Linked DNA regions of Xenopus laevis: region 2 is linked to region 1. Evidence: chromatin contacts called from public Hi-C data. All regions are on one chromosome and are shown on one strand. The core of a region is the stretch at or near the end of the contact, and the rest is flanking DNA. Distances in the headings are between cores, read along the strand shown. Region 1 overlaps LOC108695570 (capping protein, Arp2/3 and myosin-I linker protein 3-like). Region 2 holds the start of lrp10.L (low-density lipoprotein receptor-related protein 10).

What was found. A called contact is a pair of places that touch in the nucleus more often than the background predicts.
Region 2: a Hi-C map of the XL177 cell line shows a contact between it and region 1, with 3 times the contacts expected there. The contact joins the promoter of lrp10.L here to the enhancer-like site in region 1. A contact is called at or near these places in 2 of 4 Hi-C or Micro-C datasets (the XL177 cell line and the XTC cell line).

Annotation. Positions count from the first base shown.
Region 1 is chr1L:151,198,711-151,206,671 of Xenopus_laevis_v10.1, reverse strand. It overlaps LOC108695570 (capping protein, Arp2/3 and myosin-I linker protein 3-like), which reads right to left. Exons shown (of 38, transcript XM_041564974.1): 16 at 7,680-7,784; 17 at 1,741-1,810. It overlaps LOC121394312 (a long non-coding RNA gene), which reads left to right. Exons shown (of 3, transcript XR_005961646.1): 2 at 1-321; 3 at 1,503-3,900. Among protein-coding and RNA genes, the nearest start is that of LOC121394312, 7.1 kb to the left of the region's middle. Within about 2 kb of position 3,666, at least 1 of the 7 cell types and tissues checked has an H3K27ac peak or open chromatin away from gene starts, as enhancers often do.
Region 2 is chr1L:151,288,842-151,296,802 of Xenopus_laevis_v10.1, reverse strand. lrp10.L (low-density lipoprotein receptor-related protein 10) reads right to left here and starts at 4,283. Exons shown (of 5, transcript XM_018259489.2): 1 at 4,054-4,283; 2 at 1,737-1,772; 3 at 1-493. The coding sequence starts at 4,084.

The DNA.
Region 1 (7,961 bases), core at 2,417-4,916:
TGATGCACATATAACACATTGGATGCAGCAATCTTGGCAATCGCTAAAAATGGCTCATTCTGAATTTTCAAGTGATTACCCAAGATCTTGTGGTATTTACACTTTTAGGCTAGGGCCAGATGATGTAGACAATTATGGACTGTCAGCAGGCATAGAATCCACTGCCTTGCTGTTCCCCTTGTCTTCTGAAAAATGCAAAATGTTGTGTTTCAGTGCCGAAATCCGCCACGTCTGCCTGTACCAGAGCAGAATCAATGCTTCCGGGTGCAGGCAGAGCAGGAATGGAGGAGCAGTGGAGGCCGTCTTAATGTGAAGGCACAGGTATTGTCGGGTACTTCATCTCCCACTGACGATATTTTTTTGCTGCTTTTGTTGTAACAATTTTATTCATGCTTGACAGTTAAGGTTGATGGCAGCTGAAATGTAACAATAACTTCTTCTTCAGCTGTGTTATCTGCCAATGCTGCCAGGAATGATCATCTGATACAAACTGTGGCAGAACAGAACCTTAGAAACATAATATAATGTGAAGGCAATAGGTATAAAAGTGGCATTTGAGTTCATCTGGTGCAAATAAACTCCTCTTCAGATTGTTCACCAGACTTTTTTCAATGCTTTATATTTTTTATATTTTTCCATTTTTTCTAAAATTGAAGTTTAAAGTTTAATGTTCCTGTCTCTGAGGTTTCAGTGGCAGCTCAGTAATCCAGGAGCAGATTCTGAACTGTTACAATTGGCTACATTAGTTGATACATTTCTCAGAGGCATCTGTGGAATATTAGCAACTGTTTTTTCAATTATAACGTAGGGATTTTGCTTGGCAGGGTCAATAATAAAAAATGTATAATTTAGAACAATTTAAAGACTTGATAAAGAACAAACATCTCCTTTAAAGTTTGGTGAGCCAAATTATGGGAAGACCCCTGGAAAACCCCAGGTCCTGAGCATTCTGGATAACAGGTCCCATACTGGTACTCAATTATAGTTATGGAGCAATAACTTTGCATCCGTTATTATTCCCACTATCTCCACCTCTTATATCTAACCTAGAGTGAATATAAATGTCTAAAAGCAATGGATGACCTGACAAGACATGTAGACATGTAGAAAACATTGGGTGTTAAAGTGAAAATCTTGGAAGATATGAAGTGAGGAGCATGAAAAGAAAGGAGGGTGGGATTGTAGGGATTTCAATAAAGACAAAAAAAAACCTATAGTACTGGTTGCATCAAATGTTATTTTCAGTTAATACCAGCTCGATGAACTGCAACTGTTTAGATTTCTTACTGGCAAAATTAGCAAATGAGCCTGTACTATCTGACTTCTATTCAAATAATACAGGAGGTAGATTATGAAACTGATATTTAGCTGAAAGTGGAGCATGATGCAAATTATAGGTTTCGTGTCCTCTCCACCTACTGTTTTTTGGCGGCTAAATTGGTAGTTTTCTCAAATAATGATATAACTCCACACCTACCGCATATTTTGTTTTTGGCTTGCAGATAAGGGGTCAACAAGCCAAGAGATTGCACAGACAGTATGGTGGAATGAAGTGAGAAGTATACCACAGTGAGCAGGAAAGGAGCACCTGGTGAGGTGAGCACAGAATATGAGGAAAAGCGAGACTGAAGTATTGTATATTGGATAAGGTTTTGCCTGAATTTAATTCTCTGGCCTGAAACATTTAATCCAGCCCCCCACACACCTTATCACTACCTCTACTCACATTTCCCTCCTCACCTCACAGCTGCTCAGGTCTAGATGAAGGTCCTGGATGTGAGTGTTTGAACAAAGTCCTTGTAGCAGAGCCCTAAAAAACAGAAGATGATGGGGAGGGATGCAGAGAGCCATAAGAAAAAGTTTATCATCTTAAATGTCCCTAATTAACATTAATTTCAGTTTTAATACTGTATAACTGAGACTTAAAGCAATTTAAAGAGACTGCAAAACCATTTATGTATTATTTACAGTAAATACTATTATTTGATGTAGATAAAACAGGTAATGTTTATTAGCACAATCTTTCAGTGATTGGATTGGACCTGTATTGGGTAATTGGGTACCTGATGGTAACTAAGTTGCATAAATCCATGTCATTGGCAAAACAATCCTATAGGGTATTTTAATGTCTAAACGAATTTTAGCAGCTTTAAGGCTTTAAGGCTCCTAACAATTTTTCACCTTACATATCCATCTGTTTCTCTAGATATATTCTTAATGACCCTTTTGTTCCACCAATTATCTTTAACTTGCTTACTCTCATACATAAGGCGTCATTTATTAACACAAGTTCAGTGCGCAATGTGTAATTCTGAATGCAAATTGCTATGTTTTTAACTCACCATGCAGCATTTTTTCATATAATGCAGTGGTGCAACTGCATGCACGTTGCATTTTCCAGTTTCATGTGTGCCACAGTTGTGCCATCTGTTAAAATGAATTGTACTTCCAAGTTGCTCTTAGCCCCCTAGTGGGTGTTGAGTCACTTCGGAGCAGATATTCAAAATGGCATTTGCAACAAATTCAATTGGCACAAGGGAAGCGTGACTAGCCTTGCAAGACATGAGTACATGTGCACACTTGGTGACAGAGAAATGGGTAGGACAGCAGGCCTCATGTTATAACCGACCCCCCCCCCCCAAATCTTTGGCCACCTCACAGTCTGGTTTATGTTAGTTACATCTCTGATTAAAGTAAAGTGAAAAAAAACACACACCATGATTGTTAGATTAAGTAATTCATAGCAACCAATTAGATTCATTGATACAGGTTTCCAGATACTATATACAGTATTATTATAAAAATAAGTCAAACATGGAGCAGGGATCATGGGGCTGAGCGCCCTCAGTGACCGCCTTTTTAGCCTGTCCCACTGCTCCCCTATTGTGCATAAATGGCACTAACCCCGTCTCTTGCATGCCTCAGACAAGACCGGGCAGTCAAAGTCTGATGCACACTCGTGCCACACTGACGCCATCCAATGGAAAAAAAAGGGAAGGGGCGACACCTATCCTTTTCCAATGGCCCATCTACCCGGCCCTTGACCTCTACCATTCCTCAAGAAACACCTTGATGTTCCCAATGAACAAACCCAAATCTTCCCCTGATAAATGCACTCCGACTTCCCTATACAGCTGTGTCTGTCTACATTTTATATTTTCATGCCTTATCACACCCACACTGGAGGAACACATGAATTTCTGCATGGCCTTGTTGACCTTCTTTCTCGCCTTCTGTATGCCCTGGGGGGACATGGCTCCCCCCCAATTGCTCCTTTGTATGATATCTGACCATGCTATACACTTGACTCTTCTGCTCCGTAACATATCTGTTAAATCGGCCCTCATGGCCTCAATAAGGGCTGGGGTCTTATGTGACGTAAGGTCCCCCCCATGTATATAAATAACAAATGTATGGGATTCTGGCTTGATGCCTCAAAGAACATACCACTTAGCTGTTCCCATAAAACACAAGTTAGTCTGTGTTGCCTCAACTGTACATCCCCTTAAGAACGCTGCCAGACCAGCACGCCCCCCCTTGCCTCCTACCCCAGCCCGCCCCTCTTTTTCCCACCACTGCTAGACCCTCCATTGTTCTTACCTGGGGCTGGGGGGAGGCAAAGCTACAAGGCTATACCTGGGGGAAAGGGGCCCCGCCTAACCCCATGTCAGCCCTAAACGTGCTTCATTCCTCCTAGTTGCTCCACTCACCAGAAGGGCTGAGTCGGCAACTTATTTGCCCGAGTACCGCCCGAGACCTTAACAGAAAAGCGATTCTTCAAGTGTATGGCCAGCTTAAAGGCAGATGCACACCCGGACAGTGTCGGACTGGCCCACCGGGATACCAGGAAAACTCGGTGGGCCCAGGTGTCAGTGGGCTCTTTTGCTTCTAACCATTTAGCCTATTTCATTGCCTATTTCTTTATGGGGGAAAATGCTTAATCATTGAAGTAGATAGTAAGTAGATATAAAAGACTAGAAGAATAAAGAGGTTGAGTGAGGAGAGGAGGAATAATAGTTTGAAAAGTGGGCCCATAGTCTAAGGTTTTCTGGTGGGCCCCTGGCATTCCAGTCTGACACTGCACCCGGAGCAGATTGTCTGTACAAAATGCAGACAGAGGAACATGGATCAAGTATCATCCACTTCTTTGTTTAGCCCCATTGACAGGCACAGCACCTACTTGTGTGGAGCTACACTGTGTGAATTTCAGCACAACAATGCAAAATTTTGAGTTTCTAAGATGAAATCCACTTAATGTAGCTCAGTGGGAGCAGATGACACTGGATCCACTTTCCTCCACCTGCATTTTGTAAGGATGAGTTTACATTTTCATACTGAAATCCGCTTAGTGTAGCTTTACTTAGGTTGACACTGCGCATGTCACTGGAGCTACATAAAGGAGTGTATGAGTGGAGGATGATCTGCTCTGTGTGCCCCTGCCCTTACTCTTTAAGCCAGAAGGTGCATCTGATTTAAATTACCCCAAACATCTCTCAGTGTTAGGAACTAATGATGGGTGAATCTAACCAAAAATTCACCAAACAGCGAAATTTCGCCAAAATGCTTTGAACTCTATGGGCGTCGCACGATGTGGCACGTCAAATTTTTTTTTGTAACGCAGCAATTTTTTTTCACCCATAGGAGTCTATGGGCGTCATTTTTGCTTTGAAACTCTGTGAAAAATTTCGCTCATTCCTATTAGGAATCTATTGGAGGCAGTTTTAACAGACAGTGGTCTGTTTAGATAAACAAATCTGCCATGGTGACACCTCCCATTGAAACATGTAAGAAGTTGACCTTAAAGAGAGTCTTTTCCTCAAAGGAGTTCTTATAATTATCTGGTTACTAAGCCATCACAGACCTGGTTAACTGTTTTATATAGAACCTATACATTTTCATTCTGTATCTGCGTGTCTGCATACATTTCTTGTGTAAACTGAGAAATTTTACAAAAAATAAATAACCTGAGAGATAATCTGAGAGATAATCTTGGCTGCAGTACGAATATATCTGAATATTTTATTTTGCAAATTGAAATGGTGCCTTCTGTTGCATCTGAATAAAGAGCAATATCACCACCTAGTGGATTATCTGTATTCTGGTTCCTTCCTATTTATATAATATGGAGTTTGCTCTTCTCCCTATCTATAAATATAAATATTATGCAGTGCAGTTTGATCAGAAAATCACTCATCACTGACAAGAATAAAAAATCATAATGAAATAAAATAATAGTAGGTAAGAGATTAATAAAAAATCATAATGAAATAGTAGGTAAGATTCTATATTTTATAGGGCTAACAAAGAAAATCATTAGAAGAACAATGCCAAAGAATACAGCTATCTCTAAGTCCTCTATAAAAGGCTCAGCCTGAAACTAAGCAAGAACAGGTATAAAATGTGGTAAGATATGATATAACAATAAAATGACATTAGAACAGAAGTGTTTTGGTTGTAGATGGTAGAGAGCAGGTTTCAAAATAAACTAAGCAAACTAATCTTAGGATAAAATAAGGCAACTCGTAAACGTGTCTGCAAAGTGTTTTTAAAATGGGAATATGCAAAACTTTGAAGGTTAGGGATTAGTTAAATTGAGTGGAATAACATATTTCAGAATATGGGTGCAGCACAGGAGAAAAGATGGCAGTCATAAAGAAGAAATAATCAAATATGAATCCAAGGCTACAGAGGCAAAGGCAAATTTTATAGACAGATTAATTTATTGGGGTGTTATTGGAAGTTGAGCACAGCCACATATCTACAAAAAAATGAATGAGTATCACAACAATGCTTATAACATGCAGGTTGGGTTTATTGCTATTAGCTGCATGTTGGCCCATTGCCAACAAGATGGACTGTGCTGCCAGCATCTTCTCAGAAATAAATGTTTGCTGCTGGGAAAATACTGGCTGGTGGATTCATAAGTGAGTCTAATATAACACCAGGTTTATTCGGTTGAAAAAAGACACAAGTTCATAAAGATACAATCTTACAAGGGCACAATAAACATTTATATTGAACTAAAGGAGAGACATCCTTATTATGGTAGACAGGTAATTTAAAAACAAAGACCTCAGATTGTATGGATTAATTTGGTGACAGACTTAACCACCACTTATACACATTTTGAGTGTGACCATAGCAGCTTTGAATACTCTGTAAAGTACAAGGGAATATCAGAGGACAGGAACTAGAGGTATGCAGAAGAGGAACATGCTGAAGGAGCAATGCTGGGGGGCACCAGGCATGTACCGCTTCTATCTACCTACTCTTAGTTCACGGTCCCGGGGGATCACTCTTTGGGTTTTTTGTTGCACGCGTCCACCATTACTCTTGTGTGCGCATACAGCTTGCCTTGGGCACACCTTCTAGAAAGGGTATTCTCTATTGACAGCTATATATCAGCATGTGAAGATGTTCTATCTGCCTCGTACAAGTATCAAGAGATATGCAGACAAGAAATACTCTGTGCTACAATACATGCATATGTTTTCTTACAATTAAAGGAAGGAAACCAAATCTACTACTCTTAATACTACTAAAAGAAAGCAACTATATATGTGAATTCGTGCCAGGCGAGTTTATTCGCCCATCGCTATTAGGAACCACTGAGGGCACAAGAAGTCCATTGATGTCATCATGTAATTACTGTACAATTATTTTATTTTTATTATTGTTATCATGTATTTATATAGCGCCAACATATTGCGTAGCACTGTAAAGTAAATGTGATTATATTTCCCAATGTGAAGGCTGCTTGTATCAGAGGCATTGTTGCAGACCTTGCATCTTTTTGGTGCAGAACCTCTTGTTATTGCTATAGAATACTTGTGTCCCTTAATTTTAACTCCTATATCCACCCATATCCCTCACGCTACATAAATTGTTGCATATGTAATTTTTTTCTGCTGTATTGAGAAGGTCAGTTAAGTGAATTCAGTGGGTGCTGTTAGATTCCAGAACCCTGCTAAGGTCTCATCCCACGTAATGACTCTAAATGGAAACCCAAGCGAGACCTTACAGATCCTCTTTGTATGACTTCATCATTTTGAAAGCTTGCAGCTCCCAGAGGGCACACCTAATAAATCCCATTAAACTAGAAATCCAGAGGGCCTCAGCATTCAAACAATAGTGATCCATTCCTAATTATGCTTTGGTATAGAGTACATAACATAATTTGAGTGCCAATATAGCTTTTTAATCTTTAATAGGCATTTTATTAGGCTGTCTTATAATGTCCATAAAGGCTTTGATTGTCTTGTGTTAGATAACATAATGTCTACATTGTCAATAATTGAAGAGCTGATTTTCTTATTTCAGATGAGGAAATAAATTCTGAACAATGTCTATATAACAACTACTGTTTTGTATTGATATATAGACAGTCTCCCTCCCCTATAATCACGATGCTGCTAGAGTCTTCCTGCTTTTTCCTAAGAGTCACCGTGTTCATTCCTTGTAAAATCTTTAGCATGGCTGCATGTTAAGCAAAGTATAGCATACAAAATCTTTTTTGGTAACATACATAGCATGTAAATCCTTGAAGTTCTTTATAAATAAAGGTATACATACATACATACATACATATAGTTGTACAAATTAACAAAAGACACATAGCGATATACCAAGAAACTCTTTTAAAGATTTGCAGGTTTTTTTTGCTGAAGCCAGTTTCTTACCTCAGCAGTTCAGGCGGCACTTTGGTTCCACTAAAAGACACATGTGATAGTGACAGAGAGCTGCCAAAAAACTTCTCCACAGATGGCAATGTCTCTGGGGTTCTCCTAAATGAGAGATAGATAACATTACTACATAAGTATTTCTATTACATCTACTTAGCAAGGGTCTGACAATATAAACCAATGGTTGCTGGGTGGGGCCCAGTGACATATGTTTACACAACTGTCCATTAGACAGAAAATAACCCAAAGTGTAAGACCCATGCAGCAAATATGGCAATG
Region 2 (7,961 bases), core at 3,034-5,533, 90 kb before region 1:
ATGTCAGCAATTGGAAGTTTAAATTCTGAGCTGTGGGTGACAGAGGAAACAGGACTGGGGTTACTTAAAACCTCAGAGCTGTAATGATACATAACCATGACCCTTCCTCCCACAGACTCCACTGTGACTGATTTTCCATTGCTTTGCCGGTCAAGAGCACGAAGAACGCGACTTGAGTCCTCAGCAGCCAACTCATATACTACAAGAGCATCAGACTCAGAGAGCTGGAGAGAAGAAAATTGCAGAGAAAGGCCTCGACTGTCTCCAGAGTCAATCAGCCAGCGGCAGGAAGTAGGCAGGGGGTTTAGTGGAGAGTCTGGGTACCCTGGAGGAGAGAATACCCCATAAAATTCCAGCAGTGTGAAGCTGCAGTGCGGGGCACAGCCAACCTCATCAGATTGGTCTTCACAATCAAAGAAGCCATCACATCTAGAAGATAGAGGTAAGCATCTTGACCTGCAATGGAAATAATTTGTGGGACAAGGAGAGGAGTCTGGGGGGGGGGGGAAAAAAAAAAAAAGACATATTACTTGACAGTTCTGCCAAACATGAATACGTTATTTTCTCACTTTATATACACAAATATCTGTGGTTACATATGAAGTAATCATGGGTACACTGTGATTTATTTTCTGATCGCATGAACCACAACCCATGGAAAATCATAGATGAAGCAAAATCTCAGCATGTCCCACTATTTTGTGTGAAGGCTGAATTTCTTTTTTTTGCGCGAGAAGGGGTGGGGCTGTTGCCCAAAGTTATGCCCCGGAAAGGACCATGACTTGTGATTATAATGCGACAGATCTCACATAATTAAAAACTATGCATGTAATCAGATCACTTATCCGGGAACCATATATCCGGCAGCTGTCAATTACAGGAAGGTAATTTCCCATGGAAATGATTCAAATTAGTTACTATTAATTCTTTTTTCTTTGTAATAATAAAACAGTAGCATGTCCTTGATCCTACCTAAGCAGTATGAATTCATATTGGTGGTAAAACTATCCAACTTGTTTTATTTAACGCTTGAATTTTTTTTTTATTTGCAGACATTCATTTATAAATACCAATAAGCTTTGCCGAAATGCATATTTATGTATTTTGGCACTAAAATCTGCTTTTTGTGCCTGCGCCTGGGCTGAAAGCAGTGGCTCCAAGTGCAAGTACATCAGAAAGCTGATAGGAGCGTAGGGGCTGCGTTTATCTGCATGAGCCTAAAAAGTGTGTTGTTCTGGTAGTCATGCCCGGACTGGCAATCTGTCGGTTCTGGTAAATGCTAGAGGGGCTGCTGTATGGTTCCATAGAAGGTTACCATATAGTGGGCTGGTGGAGGGCTGTTTGTGCCTGTGTACTTGAAATGGCAGGGCCTATTTTGACTCCCAGTTATGGTTGCCACCTTTTTTAAACTGCTTTACCGTCTGGTGGGTTGGGGACACAAAGGGGCGGGCTGTGATGTCAAAAGGGGCGGGCCGTGATGTCAAAAGGGGCGGACAGCGCCACAGACGCTAGAAGAGGCAAAAGAAAAGGTAAGTTCCAGGGGATTGGGGGCAGGCCGAGGGCTCCTTTTAATCGTATTACAAATTTACCGGCAGCTACATTGCCGGTAAATTTGTTATACCGGCCCCGGCCTTGGCAGGTATTTTACCGGCTAGGCCGGTAAAATACCGGCCGGGTGGCAACCCTACTCCCAGTCCAGGGCTGCTGGTAGTGTCACAATCTATCCAGTTACTCACCAAGCACAGAGCTTCCCTTAGTGAAAATCAGCCAGCCTGTAAAAGGAAGCCAGAACAATGCATTAGAAAATACTCTTACATAACACGGGTTCTGAAACAAAGATCATAAGGTTGGGGATCCTTTTGTAGTCAACATCCTTACAGATCAGGAAGCCAGTTGTAGCATGAAGACTGGGGCCAGGATTGAACAGCACAACAAAAAGATACATTTGCTACAGACACAGAACCCCTCAAATAGTGTACAGAGTAAGGCATATCAAAGTCAATAAGCACAGGGTTTGCTGGGTTTGCTGGGTTGTAAGTCAGTCCTATTTATATGTGACAACCTATGATAGAAATTAGGATTTATATGATATCTACCTTGCCCACAATGCTCAGAAACAAGGAAGGTTTCAGTAATTTACACATCTCAGGTCAGGAAATAGAGGGTTGGGACTCTAAAGTACTTAACTAAAGTTATTTACACCTTTTACACCTTTTAGTGATCAGTAACTGGAAAGGGTAGGGGTGTGAAATCCCTGCCTCTCTCTCAGATTTAAAGAACAAAGGGGGAAAATATACTAGTTGCTATTTACACAGTTTGTCATGAACTATACACCCTGTGGAGATTGGGAACTGGGGGGGGGGCAGCTGTTAAAAAGTAAGAAGCCACACAGTTTGTGCTTCTCGTGTGATCAAATGGGTTTACGACACATATATGTGGATAACCATATTACTAGAGGCGTTCCACCTCCTGATGGAGATCAACAGACAGAACTGAACCTGCAGTCTGATGTAACATTACTTATATATGTACAGAATCCTGGAATTGGCTCAGGATTTAGCTGAACCAAATCTCCACCCTAAAGCCACTCACAGATGAGGCGATTAGTCTCCCTGTAATTTATCTTCTCTAGTGCTGACGACTAATCTCTTCCGAATACTTTCCACTGGCAATAAAGTGAATCGATGGTGGAAAAACATACGAGTCACTTTTCCACTAAGTTACCTAGAAAGACAACTTGGGGTGGCTTCCGAAAGCTAAAACGACTCGTATGCTTTCCCACCGCTGAATTCACTTTAATGCTGCCAGAAATCATTTGGAGGAGATTAGTCACCCACACTAGCGGAGATCTCCTCATCGGTCAGGAACCAAAAGCTTCTTAAAAATATTTTTTTTTTTTATATGTATCAGATAATTTTTAGTGTCAGTATCACTTTAAGTTACCTTTTGGTATGGCACAGAATTGCAATTGGTCTACATAATTTATTTATAGTTTTATAATTATTAGTCTTTTTCTTCTGTCTCTTTAGAGCTTTCAAATCCAAGTGACTGACTCCAGCAGCCAAAAAACTATTACACTCTGAAGTTACAATTTTATTGTTATTCTTAAATTTTGATTAATTTACTTCACATTCAGACCCTCTCCTATTCATACTGCTCTCTCTTATTCATACTCCTCTCTCGCAAACTGGTTACTAGGATAAATAAGACCCTAGCAACCGCATAGCTACTCAAATACCAAACTGTACAGCTGCTCAACAGAAAACTAAATAAATGAAAAACCACAAATAAATACAAAATGAAGGCCAAGTGCAAGTTGTCTCGTTATATTAATGTCTACATAACACTAAAAGTTAATAAACTATCCCCTACCCCAAACATATTTTTGTTTTCTATGCATTCCACAACACAGGAGTTAAAGGGGTTGTTCACCTTTAAAATAAACTTTTAGTATGACGTAGAGAATGATATTCTGAAACAATTTGCATTTGATTTTAATTTTTCATTATTTGTGGTTTTTGAATTATTTAGCTTTTTTTATGCAGCAGCTTTCCAGTTTGCAATGTCAGCAATCTGGTTGCTGTGGTCCAAATTACCCTAGCAACCAGGCATTGATTTGAATAAAAGACTGGAATATGAATAGAAATATGAGTAATACAAAGTAGCAATAACAATAAATGAGTAGCCTTACAGAGCATTTGTTTTTTTTAAAGGGGTCAGCGACCCCCATTTCAAAACTGGGAAGAGTCAAAAGAAGACATCAAATAATTCAGAAAGTATAAAAAATAAATAATGAAGACCAATTGAAAAGATGCTTAGAACTGGTCGTTCTATAACATACTCAGTGGTCACTTAAAGGTGAACCACCCCTCTTCTGTACTGCTAAAACAACCCGGAAGTGGATCAGACGCAACACGCAGCTACTACTCATCTGTGTGTAGGAAAAAGAACTTCAGTCCTCCAGTCACACAGCACAGAGTTCCCCAGAATGAGGCCCTATAGCATATACAGTCCGCAGGGAGGAAAATGTACAATTGCCAAATGTTATCTTACCGCAGAATAAAAGCGTTGGAAACAGAGACATGTCGCTCAAGCTGTCCGCGCTCAGTAACTCATATGTCCTAAATAAACGCTTCCCAGCATTCCCTAAACTTTCTATTCCTTTGCAGATTGGCCCCTAGTTCTCTCCTTCTTCCTGTTTCTTATTTTTCTCTTGACTTCCTGCTTCCAACAGCGACACTCTTCCTGCTCTCTCCCTCCCCCTGCTGCTAAATGCGCGGTACTACAGCCTTTATTTTCACGCAATAATCTCCTGTAGGCTGTGCCAGTTCATCTTTGTGTATTGGTGAGAAGCTCAGTAAGACCGAACTGCCTTCTTCTTGGGGTGATTCACCTTCAAGCCAAAAATCAACCCCTAATACCTGCGTAGGGGTTGAACTTCGGCCAATTTCAGCCCTATGTGCTGTGGCACTAGCTCCACATTCTGCCTCGTTACAAAATCAATATTTGAGCAATAATCATAATGGAGAGTTTTTTTGTTTTCACACTTACACATACCTCCCAACTGTCCCTTTTTCGGAGGGACGGTCCCTCTTTTGACAGCTCAACCCGCAGTCCCTCATTTGTACTGGAAAGTCCCTCTTTTCTCTGCACTGAACAGCCAGAAAAAGAATCAAAGTTTCTCACTTAATTGGCATTTAGCAGAGAGTCCAGAACAGCTAACAGGTGCAAATAAGATACTTTGTAACAATTTTGAGACACAAAAACACAGTTTAGATAAGGAGAAATATTTTCAAACTTTCATAACCTGCCAAATTTTGTAAAACGAACATGGTAATTAGGGGGTGTGGCCACAGAAAGGGGTGTGGCCAAAAATTGCTGCGCTACGTGCGGAAAAAAAAAATTTGGTCCCTCATTTTACTTCCAAAATGTTGATGCTTATTCGTCCCTTCAGTTAAGTCTATCATCAGGCAGGACAGAAAGGGCCTTTTTGTGAAAGAGAAGGGATTTGGGAAGTGGCCAGGCTCAATGTTTTACCTAGTGCAGGTGTTTAAAGTGTGAGGATTCAATATGCACCATAACCTCATCTGAGGTATTACATTCCCTTTGGGGACATCAAAACACATTTCCACACCCTTCTTTCCAATGTTAATTCCATCTGGATCTACTGGAATTAGGGTTGCCACCTGGCCGCTATTTTATGATGGTTGACCCTAATGTAGGGGAAATAGGGGAAAAATATAAGTATATAGGAAGGCCGGTATTTTTTTCCAGAAAAGGTGGCAACCCTAACTGGAATTACTGTCGGTTTGGCCTTTCCCAGGCTGGGAAGCTCTCGTTTTCCCTTTACCCCTTATGAGAGTGTAATCAGCCTATAACATAAAAGGATAATTCACTGAAACACTGGAAGCAAGTGTAACGCTAATCTGACTCGGCAGACCAAAAAGGGGTTAATATCCAGCTAGTTGTGGGAGCATGGGTTGCATATGACTCAAAACACTTCAGGCTAGGGCCTTCGTTAAGTGGAAGATTTCACAGGGCAAGTAGTATAACTACAGCTCTCATGCTACTATGCTACACCCAATATAAATAATGGGTGCCAGGAGATTCCTGTGATGAACCAAAAGAATAACAGTTTATTTGTACAAGACAAATGAGCCCAGGGTTTACTTACAGAGGTCAAAGCATATACAATGCTTTAGCAGGCTGAAACAGGTTACATGACAAAGCAGAGGGAGTCCCATGAGGCATGGTAGTCAAGTAGTACATCAATTCCTACCCACCCAGTGGAGTGTCAGGGAGAAGAAATCTAAGCCTGACACCCTATCCACTGTGACCCCTTCACTAAAGGCATTCAACAGCCTTGGGAAGCTATTCCTTGCTACACTCCTTGATGGAGTGCCAGCTGCTCTTACCATCTGTCCTATCTACTAGCGATGGGCAAATTTATTTGCCAATTTGCCCGCGAAAATGCCGTCCCTTCATTTATGCTGCCCTAGGCCCAGGCCTTTGTGGGCTCCTGCAAATCCAGGCCTGAGTGCAGATACACAGAGATACATAAGGAGCGGAAAAACCACAGGCTGAGAGAAGTGGAGCCAATGCTCCGTGTACCCTTGGCCTTACAATTTCTGACTCCTACGGGTAAAGATGCCAATACACAGGCAGATTTAAACTGGTGATTCGGGTCCTTTAAACTGAGTTGGCAGCTCGTCTGCCTGTGTATGGGGTCTTGTAATCCATTTGCTTGGCCCTGTGGCCAAATGATTTTAGGCAGATTTTATAATGTATGGCCACCTTAACTGTGCCTTCTAAGGGTCTGGCTAGTACCGTAACTAGAGGGGGGGCGGGCCCTGGTGCATGACGCGCAACAGGGCCCCCGCCCCCTCCGCACGGCCCGCATTTCAGTGGTGGTCGGGCTGCCAGGGGGCCCTGAGGGGGTGTGGGCCCTGGCTGCTCACACCTCCTGCTCCCCCGGTAGTTCTGCTACTGGGTCTGGCCACACGGGCAGATTTGGGGAGATTGTTGGTCGCCAGTCGACAAATCTCTTCTTCGCAGCGACAAATCTCCCCGATCTGCCTTCCGCCGGCTAAAATGTAAATCGCCTGGGGGCAGGCACACGGAACGCTTAGTTTTCCCGAAAGTGGCCCGTAATTGCCTCACAATGAAACTTCGGGCGACTTCCGAAAACGAAGCTCTCCGTGTGCCTGCCCCCAGGCAGGCATTTTAGCCGGCAGAAGGCAGATCTGGGAGATTAGTCGCTGTGAAGATTAGGAGATTTGTCGCCTGGAGACTAATCTCCCCAAATCTGCCCGTGTGGCCAGACCCTAAAGCTGCTTAAGGTGGCCATAGATGTAAAGATCTTTAAAAGATCTTTTCGTTATCGTGAGATCACGATTATCTCGAAACGATCATTTAAATGTATGATTTGTCCATCAACTAAAAAGACCATTTCAGGCGATATTGCCAGCAAAACTGAAGGATAGCTGCCTGCAAACATAGATTGCACTTGGGCCGATAAATTTTTTTAACCTGGCCGATCAATCTTCTGACAGATGTCGGACGAAAAATCATAAGATGCACGATCGTTTCGATTCCCACTAACTTCACAATAATTTGACAGATCGGATCTCGCTAAGATCGGTCGTTCACCAAAGAAAAATCTTTGCGTCTATGGGGACCTTTATTCGTTACCCTACAACTGAAGACATTTATCTGTGTACTTAGGTAAGTACCTCACTTGGTTTATTGTTGTTTAATATATAACATTAACCATGGTTAAGAACCATTTGTGTCTAATCTTTTCCTTTTTTAAAGAGGCAAGTTTACAGTGTTTTTGCTCAGCTTGCAAAACCCTTCCTCCAACACTTCTGTTAGGGCCCAGCTGAGAAAGTGAGTCGCAATGTAACAGTGTTCTACTAGCCAGCAGCTGGGGTAGGAAGGGATTTTATGTGAACACCCCCTTCTATCAGGTTACATTTTTTAAACTCTTAATTATTTCTCCTGGTTGTAAATTACTTTCTTCAACTCTTTCCCAGCCTTGATCTTGCTTTGATGTCTTCTCTTTGAAGATCTGGCTTTTTACTCTCATCTGACATTTGTACATGTGGTCTGGCTGTATCCTGTAATTTGTTTCTTGCCACCAGGAGTCAGTGAAGGCTAGTCATCAAACATTGTAGTGTCAGTTTGTTCCTATGCTGTGGGGCCTAGTAATATTCCAACACCACTTTAGCTGTAGATGGGCATTCTGAAAGCTGCTGTCAAGCAAAATCTAGAGTCTGTAGGTTGCCTATTCTTGTGGGTCATTTAAATCATATCCACAAGTATATGGATCTTTATAAGATGTGGTTCTTTTCCAGTGCCACTAATCAGTACTCTATTTAAGGTATTAGTTGCAATTTGGCCTTTTGGATGCTAGAAACTGTATAGCATAAAAGTATACAGGGGTAAGAATTCCCAGCTAG